Regions from separate parts of the Mus musculus genome. Here region 1 is linked to region 2. Evidence: chromatin contacts called from public Hi-C data. All regions are on one chromosome and are shown on one strand. Each heading gives the region's core, a stretch centred on a gene start, on an enhancer-like site or on the middle of the called end of the contact. The rest is flanking DNA. Distances are from core to core; before and after follow the strand shown. Region 1 holds the start of Mrln (myoregulin). Region 2 overlaps Ccdc6 (coiled-coil domain containing 6).

Region 1 (5,079 bases), core at 762-3,261, 45 kb before region 2:
TAACCACTGAGCCATCTCTTCAGCCTCCCAAACTCAGGTTTTCTGTGGATGCTGGAGATATCAGCACAGGGCCTCACCCATGCGCATGCGCACCAAGCATTTTGCCACCATCGCCCTAACCCAGCAAGGTTTATCTTTATGCCATTTTTTTTCTAAACTCATTCAGCTATTATAAAGATTACAATACTCAGGTTGGGGTCCCCCAAGAGTTCTGAATCATGAAGAAGCCTGCTCTCTTATAGGAGTTACTCATAAAATCCCCACACTCTCCTGCCACATGAATGGCTTATGGGCTGTTCTGGCCTAGGGCCATGGCTGTACACAGCAGATATTCCACACACCTTTGCACAGTGTAGGCTTATAGAGGAAACCACACATCCCATCCTGGAGGCCCAGAGTCACACTGTGGAAAGCAAGTGTTCTCTGACAACCTTCCTTTCCAGTCTGTGTAAGCAAAGAGAGCCACAGAAGGGCACAAGAAAGGGAGAAAGGGGCATGCTGGGTATACCAGACTGGGGGGGGGGTCGGGGGTGGGACTGCCCCATCATCACAGATCCTAGCTATAGCCCTCCTCAAGTCTTGGGTGGTGAGCGAGATAGCACCTTCCCGTTCTCCCACAGCGGTGGCATGCACCATTCTGAAAACGAAGACGTTAAAGACTTTAAATGTGGCACAGTTTTATAGGAGCTTGTTTCTCAGACTAATATTTCCTATCGAGCATAGTGTTTGTAGGCTCTGCAACTGAACTTGAAATGGCAGATTATTCTCAAGATTAAGTCCATTGAATGAAGGATTTTTATAGATGACATTTAAATTTCTGTCAGTACTCACAGCCACTTATGTTACACTATTGTCAAATACCCAAACCGGTGCAAGATAGATAATAATTCATTTCACCAGTGAGGAAGCTGAGGTTCAGAGAGGCTGAGGCCCTGTGTACAGTCTTACAACCACTCTTACCCAGTCCACTTCTGTGTCTCTGGGATTCACTTTAATGCCTCTGTCAAGATTACACCGATGCTGGGCAGTGATGGCACACAGATGTAGTCGCTCCTAGCACTCAGGAAGCAGAGGCAGGTGGATCTCTGAATTTGAGGCCAGCCTGGTCTACAGACCGAGTTCCAGGACAGCCAGGGCTGCACAGGGAAACCCTGTCTCGCAAAACCAACCAAACAAAAAAAGTTTCTAAACAACAGCAAAAATAGTTTGTATCTAGACATGTACACATGCCCAGGAATGAGACTCACACAGCCAAAGCAGAGAGCTATGCTAATATATGGCCTTGAAGAGGGACTGGGATATCAAGTGTCAGTTTTGCCCAGGATGACTGGGCAAGGCATCTGGCTCTCTGAATTCCAGGGTCCTCCCTTGCCAGACAGAAAACACAGTGACCTACTTCTCAGGCCTCTGAGAAGTGACCATGTCAAAGAGGCTGCAGAGACAGGGCCGTTGGTTACAAAGCTAGTAAGCAATGCGATGGGTCCCTCTGCCCCAAACCCAGAACAGGGGATAACAACAGGGCACCATGCCTCCCCCCGCTCTCCCACTTTGATTCCTGTAAGTAAAAACTCCCTTTGAAAACACTGGGATTCTATCTGGAGAAGGAAACACAGGGAGATGGGTCAAGCTGCAAGCCCAGGGCTCAGCCGAGCAATTTATATCCAGCGTTATTAATCACCTGCTCCGCTTGCCGTGAGCCAAAACCAAAAAGAAAGGAGTAGGATTCTGACTCACTAATCTCCCTTATCATCAGCCTCGTAAAACTTGGAGGGATGTTGAAATGCAGGCAGTGGAAACCAGCTTGGGGAGTCAGCAACTTTTAGCCTTCATTATTTCTAATGAGAGGCAACAAGAGTTTCGTTCGCCTCTCCCTGTGTCAACACTACTTAAAAATATAAACGCAAGCAACACTTACTGTTCAGGGGTGCAACGGAGCCAAGTCCAAAGTCCTGGGAATGGCCGCCCTTCCTTTCAAAAACACCATCTGCTCTCCATGGACGAAAAGCTCACTGGGCTGTTATTAGTAACTGGCTCCGAGTGTTAGGCAGAAACCTGAGCCAGAATGTCATGGGGAGGAGGCAAGAGAAACTGACAGACACAGGTGGGATAGAGTCTAACAAAATATATTTACATTGAAGTCAAGCAAGCCGCTAGGCGGGGATGCCTTAAGTCCCCATGGTAGCTGTTCTAAACTATCAGCAAGCAACAACAAATCTCCTCCACTGTGAGAACATAGCCCCTTCTCTTCTGCACACTCCTTTTCTGCAGGGAGCTGGCTTTTAAAAACTGTTTTAGTTTTATTTCTGTGTGTGTGTGTCTGTGTGTGTAATGTCATGTGTATGTGTGTGGGGGGTGTCAGGGGTGTTTAAGGAGGGCAATAAGGAATATCAGGCCTGCTGGAGCTATAGTTACAGGTGGGTGACTACTTGTAAATTCTGGAAACTCAACCCAGGCCCTCTGTGAGAGCAATGTGTGGTCTTAACTGCTGAGCCACCTTTCTAGCCTGTTTGCTTGCCTGCCTTTCTTTCTTCTTTCTTTCTCTTTCTTTCTTTCCTTCTTTCTTTCTTTCTTCTTCCTTCCTTCCTTCCTTTCTTTCTTTCTTTCTTTCTTTTTCTTTTTTCTTTCCTTTTCTCTCTCTCTCTCTGCCTTTCCTTCCTTCTCTTCTGTCTGCCTTTCCTTCCTTCTTTCTTTCTTCCTTCCTTTATTTTCTTTCTTTTTTTCCTTTTCTCTCTCTCTCTCTCTCTGCCTTTCCTTCCTTCTCTTCTGTCTGCCTTTCCTTCCTTCTTTCTTTCTTCCTTCCTTTCTTTTCTCTTTCTTTCTTTCTTTCTTTCTTTCTTTCTTTCTTTTTCTCTCTTTCTTTCTTTCTCTTTTCTCTCTCTCTGCCTTTCCTTCCTTCTCTTCTATCTGCCCTTCCTTCCTTCCTTCCTTCTTTCCTTCCTTCCTTCCTTCCTTCCTTCCTTCCTTCCTTCCTTCCTTCCTTCCTTCTTTCTCTTCCTTTCTTCCTTTCTTTCTCTTTTAAGATTTATCTATTTATTTCATGGGAGTACGCTGTTGCTCTCTTCAGACACACCAGAAGAGAGCATCAGATATCGCTATACATGGTTGTGAGCCACCATGGGGTTGCTGGGAATTGAACTCGGGACCTCTGGAAGAACAGTCAGTGCTCTTAACCACTGAGCCATCTCTCCAGCCCACTTTCTGATATCTAAATATCTTTTTGTGTTTATGAATTTAACCTAGTCTATTTTGATTCTCCCGTTTTCAAAATATATCAATGAGTGGATTTTACAACATCTACTGTTGATTTTGTGTACGAGTCTGGGTGCAGTTGGGTGGGAGAGGGTGTGCAAGTTAAGGAATGCGTTTCATTCCTTAGAAGACTGTTTCTGAATGTGTGGGTCATGGCCCCTTTGGGGGAGGGTCATGTTTCAGATAACCTGCGTATCAGATATTTACATTGCAATTCATAACAGTAGCAAATTTACAGTCATGAAGGAGCAATAAAATAATTTTATGGTTGGAGGTTACCACAACATGAGACATTGTATTAAAAGGGTGGGGCATTAGGAAAGTTGAGAACCATTCTTTTAGACGCTGTCCACTACTTTTGAGACTACGTCTCTTACTGACCCGGGACCTGACCAGTGTCCCAGGATGGCTACAGAGTCTCAGCAATCCACATGTCTCTGCCTCCCCAGTGCTGGGAATACGCACACTGCTACCATCCCTGGCTTGTTCATGTGTATTCTAGAGACTGAACCTCAGGTCCCCAAGCTCACATTGCAAGCAATCCATTGACTCAGCCATCTCTCCAGCTCTGGTACGGATTGCTTGAAGTTTGTTTACTCTCCCACCAGGATCCCTAAACAATCTTAAAAGCCTATTAGAGTAGTTTAGGGGTGAGGGAAGTGAATCTTGCAAGGTGACACTGCATCTGCAGAGCAACCTGTAGAACTGATGTGGTCAGATGGAAACAGATAGGGTATGGCTTCTGGCTTGAGAGACTCTCTTCTGAAAATCTGTACTTCAAAAATGTCCAGATGGCCCCTCTAAGTCCCTCACTCACAGTGGATATCAGATCGTTCAGATCAACCCAAGTTCCACTGAACACAATTGTTTTCTTAAGTGTTAAAGAAGAACTTGCATTTACCTAACAGTTTCTGGAGTATGTTACTACACTGTGTCCATCTTTGGTGCAGTGCACATTAGCTGCCTTATTCTGAAGGTTCCAGTTGTCTATCCTAGCTCAGACCCCATAGATAGTGACTCTTCTGTTATCAATTTGACTGCACTTAGAGCAACCTAGAAAACACACTTCTGGGCATGGCTATGAGGGAGTCTCTAGAGAGGTTAAACTAAGGTGGAAAGAATCATACTTAACGTGAGAAATACCATAATGTGATAGTTTGTATATGCTTGGCCTAGGGAGTGGAAATATTAGGAAGTGTGGCCTTGTTGGAGTAGGTATATCACTGTGGGTGTAGGCTTAAGACCCTCACCCTAGCTGCCTATAAGTTAGTCTTCCACTAGCAGCCTTCAGATACAGATGTAGAACTCTCGGCATCTCCTGCACCATACCTGCCTAAATGCTGCCATGCTCCTGCCTTGATAATGGGACTGAACCTCTGAATCTGTAAGCCATCCCCAATTAAATGTTGTCTTTTATAAGACTTGCATTGGTCATGGTGTCTGTTCACAGCAGTTACACCCTAACTAAGACACGTACCATGGGCAGGGCACACTGGAATGGAGATCAAGGGAAAAGAGCAGGCTGAGCACAGGCATTCAACTCTGGGCTTCATAACGGTGTACCCACTGTTTATTGTGACCAGTCATTTCATGCCCTTGTTGCCATGACTTCCTACCCTCTGTGAGAAACAAAAGAGACACAAGCTTCCCTTAAATTGCTTTTGCTGACTAGTCTTTCTTTCTTTTTCCAAACAAAGCCTTCCCCATCAACTAGACACTATGCTGGGACAGGTGGATACCTAACTACAAACAACTCAGTGATAGCTGTTGGTAGACACGTATGGGCTCTGAGGTTTTAAGTTTTCACACTATGATCAATTTAACATTTAT
Region 2 (5,206 bases), core at 927-3,426:
TAAATCTTTAAAAAAAAAAAAAAAAAGAGATGCATTGCATCCAAAACTTTCAAACAAAGCCACAGACTGCTGCCACACTGGTCCCAGCGCCATGTGTGGCCACAGACTGCTGCCACACTGGTCCCAGCGCCATGTGTGGGGTTGCTGAATTCTGAATTAACTCCTCCATTCCATTACTGTGTGCTTCTCTAAGTCAGCAGATGTCATCCTTGGGGACGTCAGCAGATACTTAATGTGCTCAGAGGCTACGCAGGAGATCTCGGGTTCAGGGGCTCGCCCGGCCTTTTCCTGCGCTCAGCATACCACAGCACCTCAGTGCTACTTATTGTAACTGACCAAGTCTTGACCCCTCCGGCCTGACCACAATGTATGCCGCTGGATGATGGGACGCCCCCTTTCCTATACGGGACAGATGCTGTCAAGGTCCATCGAGTAACAACAGCACCTGTGTGGACTAACCCACATGGAAACGTCACCCGATTCACACGAGGACCACAGACGAGTTTCTGAACTGCAAGTGTGACGGGGGCCAGGTGTCCCATCCAACTGCTACAAGATACATGCCTCTCCTCCCCGATGGCAGTGCCCAGTTGACATTGTGACAACTTGGCAGCTGAGAGGATGGGACAAATGAAGTGACGGAGACTGCCCAAGGTTTCTTGAGAAGCTTGCCTGCAACCAGGGCACAAAATCCAATGTATTTTTTGGGGTGGCTGGAGGCTGGGGCGGGGGTGGGGGTGGCGGTAGGGGGTACAGGTGCAGTCCCAGGAATATTGTGTTGTCATGGTTTTTTTCTTATTTTCCAAGTTTTCTTGGGAGGGCAATGGATTATTATCACCATAATGCAAACACTGAGTTTTGAAACCTCCACTTAGGTGTTTGAAACTGAGCTTCAAAAACATACACAGGGGTCATGGGATTTTACTGCCTTAATGCAGCACGATGCTCAAGAGACAGCTCCTCTTCCTGCTATCAGAGCACATGGCAAGTGGCAGATGCCACGGCTCTCTCCTGACAGGATCCTTCCAGCTGCTAGAATCCACAAGGATTCGGTCGTGAGATCCTAAGGGAACCTGGCTGGTCCTGTGGACTCAAGAAACACTTTGTTCCCTACCAACAAAAAAAGTCAAGGACTCCATCTGCTCTTGCCTCAGTCGCATGGACTCGGTGGCCTCTAGGTGACTCACGCTACAATACACGCACTCTGGTTGGTAGGCGTGGGGCGGTCATTACATTTCTACTGTGACCTTCCAGACAGCAAAAAAGGCGGTCTAGGGCACACGAAGAACCCCAATACGAAGAGTAAGAACCCCAAATGTAAACTTAAAAATCTAGTAAACATTTTTCTGTTTTTGTTTAAAAAAAATAAACAATTATGAGTCTAGGAAGTAGTCTGGTTGGGGGGGGGTTGATAGGTAGGGGCCCAGTTAGCAGGAAAGAGGGTTTGTGGAGGAAAGGTCATTGGGAGGGATGTAAGTCACTGGCAGAGAAGGATGGAGTAGGGTTGTAGGGAGGAGGGTCCCTAGGGAGCAGAGAGCAAAGTGGGTGACATAGATTAAAGGAAGACAATCTGCTGGAATCGATACAAGAAACTGGCCAAATTATAAAAAAAAAAAAAAAGAAAGAAAGAAAGAAGGAAGGAAGGAAGGAAGGAAGGAAGGAAGGAAGGAAAGGAAGGAAGGAAGGAAGGAAGAAAGAAAGAAAGAAAGAAAGAAAGAAAGAAAGAAAGAAAGAAAGAAAGAAAGAAAGAAATAAATCAATAAAAAACACTTAAGACAAAACACCTTTTCCCAAGGGCTGAGAGTCAGTGTGCCACACTGGCCCATGCAGCTTTCTGTAGTTAGAGATGGCACAGGATGCTGGGGCACTGTCCACAGAAGCTGGGCCCTGTGAGTCACCTGCTAGGACTAAAAACTGAGAGTAACACCATGGGACACTGTTAGCACGGAGGCCTGGCCAGGCCCCAGGACAGCTAAATGACTAGCCCTAATGACAAGCCTATGCCTTGGTAATCCTGCTGCTTCTAGTGGGAGGGAGGGAAGATTCCATTTCCCACATCCCCCAGCATTTCTGTTCCAGGATGGCTTTGTAGAGCCTACTGACACTCTGGCCTGGAGCATCCTTCTCCCACTTCCGCCTGCCAGGCCATGTTTCCCTGAACAAGGATGGACGTGGGTGTCTCTCTCTGGCCGTGCCTTTCTTTTCTGTGTTCTCAGTCTTCTCTGCTGCCTAGTGACTGCTTCCCTCCCCTGCCCGGCTCTTCCTTCATCCCTGACCACTGGGAACCACCTGTCATCCCAGAACAAGACTCCGGGCCACATGAATCCAAACAGACTCATGCTGTCCAATTAGCACGCTGTGGTTCAAGCGAAAACAAAATACAAGGAGACGGAGCCAGGTCACGGTGACCTCCTCAGAACATGAAGCGTGGACAAGCAGGCTGAGGAAGGAGCCAGGCATCTGTTGCTCGTGTTCCTGGAAGCAGGGAGCCCCAGATACCCAGAGGGACAGGTGACAACTTTTCCCTTTAGGATTCACTTATTATGTGTGGCTACTCCAATGTCTGTATAGCTGTACTGATGTTCATATGTGTGGGTGTCCACACAGGACAGAAATTCGAGCTGGATCCCTCAATGGAGGTACAGGGGGTTTGTGAATTAGCGGCCTTATGTGGGTGATGGGATTTGAACTCGATCCTCAGGATTAAGTGGCAAGGACTCTTAACTGTGAACCCATTTTCTCCCGCCCATCACCCCTGGTTGTTTAAAGGCAGCAGCTGGGATTCCAGGAGGGAAATTGCCACTGGGGATGGGATCCCTGGATGAGTCAAGTTTCTGCTCCCTTGACACTCTGGGGAGTTTACGACAGATAAACAACAGAGTAAAGTGAGGACTGTAACAAAATGACCGGACAACATGTGCAGACACCTGCCTGCCGGAAGGACAGACAGGGAGGCCTGGAGGATTACAGCAGACAGTGGTCTCTGCAGAAGAAGCCCTGAAAGTTCTGGCAACAGCTTCTAACAACACAGGAGCACATTCTTCCACCTGCTGGGTCACAGCTTACTGCTGAATGGTGACATTGGTCTCATCATTTAATGACCCATATTTTCCAGAACATGATTCCAGAACCAAAGCTCAGCCGATGAGCACTTACCTTTCTAGATTCACCAGTCACACACAGGGTGAGATTACGGGTCCGTGATTGGGTTACCGTGTGAACTGATTCCTCCTGCATCGGGCATGAGAGCCTCCATCCACACGAAGCCTGAGAGAGGCAGCGAGCAGAGTAAACATGCCCCTAACCCTACGATTTAGATAGTACGCCTGTTTCACATAAGGGTTCGTCATACTATAGGCTTGGGGTCATGCTATAGGCCTGAGGTCACAGTGCCCATTCCAGAAGGGAAGGAGACTGGACTCCAGGAAGTCAGTAAGTTACTCTGGCTGGGAAGCTGGCATTATAGATTGTTAATGAAATCAAATGACCACACCAACCTGGAACCCGCCCTTCTCATACGGACAGGGTAGAGACAGCACACATAAGAGGACACTCAAAATCCCGTGAATAACCGCTGGAGTTACACGGAGCCAACTGTGGGAGGGAGGGAGGGAGGGAGGGAGGGAGGAGGAGGGCAGGCAGGCATGCAACTGTGTGTCAGTCTAGTGTGAGCAGAGTCACGTGACTATGAATTTACTCTGCTATTTTTCTGCTTTGTTAAATGTCCACGCTGGGTGTGGAGCAGCGCCCCCCCCCCTTTCTTTCCCTCTCTTTGACTGGTCTGTTTTGTGTTCCTGTCACAAAACACCCAAAGCTATGGAGTCATGAAAGTTTATCTGGCATACAGTTTTGGAGGCTAAGACTCCCAAGACCGAAGAGGGCCCCTTGCTTTGCACCTCAACATGGTACATCATGGTTGAAGGCCCCCCCCCAAGTGACCTATATCCATCATATCAGGTCCCACCTCTCAAAGGTCCTACACTGTGGGGGCAGCACCACACTGCCGAGCTGCTAGTTGATGGACCACCTTCACAGTACTGCCATTCTTTTTCTTTCTTTTTTTTAAAGATTTATTTATCTTATGCATGAGTACACTGTAGCTGTAGAGATGGTTCTGAGGCATCATGTGGCTGCTGGGAATTGAACTCACGACCTCTGCTCATCCAGCCCCACTCCTGCCCCCACTCACTCAGCCCCTAAGATTTATTTATTATATGTCAGTACGCTGTAGCTGTCTTCAGACGCACCAGAAGAGGGTGTCAGATCCATTACAGATGGTTATGAGCCACCATGTGGTTGCCGGGATTTGAACTCAGGACCTTCGGAAGAGCAGTCAGTGCTCTTAACTGCTGAATCATCTCTCCAGGCCCCAGCACTGCATTTCTTATGACACAGTTTCCTGAGCTAAGTACGCAGAAGGCCCAGATAAACCGGGGAGCTGGGCTTCATCTCAACATCTGCAACAGCATCCCATACAGACACACAGGGACCACCACAGAGCCAAGTACAGAGCTGCTCAGGTGATGCCACGGAGACTCAGAAGGAACCAGAACAACCCTCCCAAACACCAGCTAAGATTACTTATGGGGGTGGGGGGGTGGGGGTGGGGGGGAGAATGCATTATCGTTCCTCACACTTAACAGCCCAAACCTACCTGGATGAATGAGAGAGAACTTATAAACAATGCTACATTTCTCTTCTTTAATTAAAATGTAATTCTGACCTGGCTCAGCTCAGACTCCCTTCCACCAAGAGGCTTTGTGGAGGAACACTCTGCTGGAGACACTTTCCTAGTAAGCTGCATGTGCGTAGACAGAATGTGCTCCTTGGGCTGTCACTTAAGTACACAGAGTCTAGCCTGATAGATGGTGGGTAGCCCCATCCCTGTTGCAGTCTTGCCTTCATACCCATTTTTGTCTTAAGTTTCATCCTAGATTCAAATGTTCCATCCTCCAGGAAAGCTCTTTAAGCAGGAATGTAAGCACACAACTCAAGAGTTTCAGGAAGTCCCTGAAACTGACCAGATTCACTAAGGTCCAAGGGCTGGAGAAAACAATGGAGAGTTCCCCTCAGAGGCTCCCCCTCTCTAAGAGACCCATGCTTCAGAGAAGACTTGAGACTAGTCCAGAAGTCTGTAAGCAGTAGAAACCAGCTGGCCTGCCTGAGAGAAGCAGTCCAGATTAGTCACTTGGAAAGAACATGCTGA

Evidence for each region. A called contact is a pair of places that touch in the nucleus more often than the background predicts.
Region 1: a Hi-C map of uterus shows a contact between it and region 2. The contact joins the promoter of Mrln here to the enhancer-like site in region 2. A contact is called at or near these places in 1 of 39 promoter capture datasets (3T3-L1-derived adipocytes), 5 of 484 Hi-C or Micro-C datasets (Sertoli cells, cortical neurons, forebrain and 2 more), 4 of 115 datasets of contacts at active chromatin or transcription factors (bone marrow-derived macrophages, double positive thymocytes and embryonic stem cells) and 3 of 9 other capture datasets (adipose tissue, embryonic stem cells and pancreatic islet).

The regions. Positions count from the first base shown.
Region 1 is chr10:70,201,596-70,206,674 of GRCm38.p6, reverse strand. Mrln (myoregulin) reads right to left here and starts at 2,011. Exons shown (of 3, transcript NM_001304739.1): 1 at 1,916-2,011.
Region 2 is chr10:70,156,976-70,162,181 of GRCm38.p6, reverse strand. All of the region lies in intron 3 of Ccdc6 (coiled-coil domain containing 6), which reads right to left. Among named protein-coding and RNA genes, the nearest start is that of Mrln, 45 kb to the left of the region's middle. Within about 2 kb of position 2,176, at least 22 of the 459 cell types and tissues checked have an H3K27ac peak or open chromatin away from gene starts, as enhancers often do. A contact at or near this core is called in muscle stem cells, pancreatic islet and uterus, where this site is marked.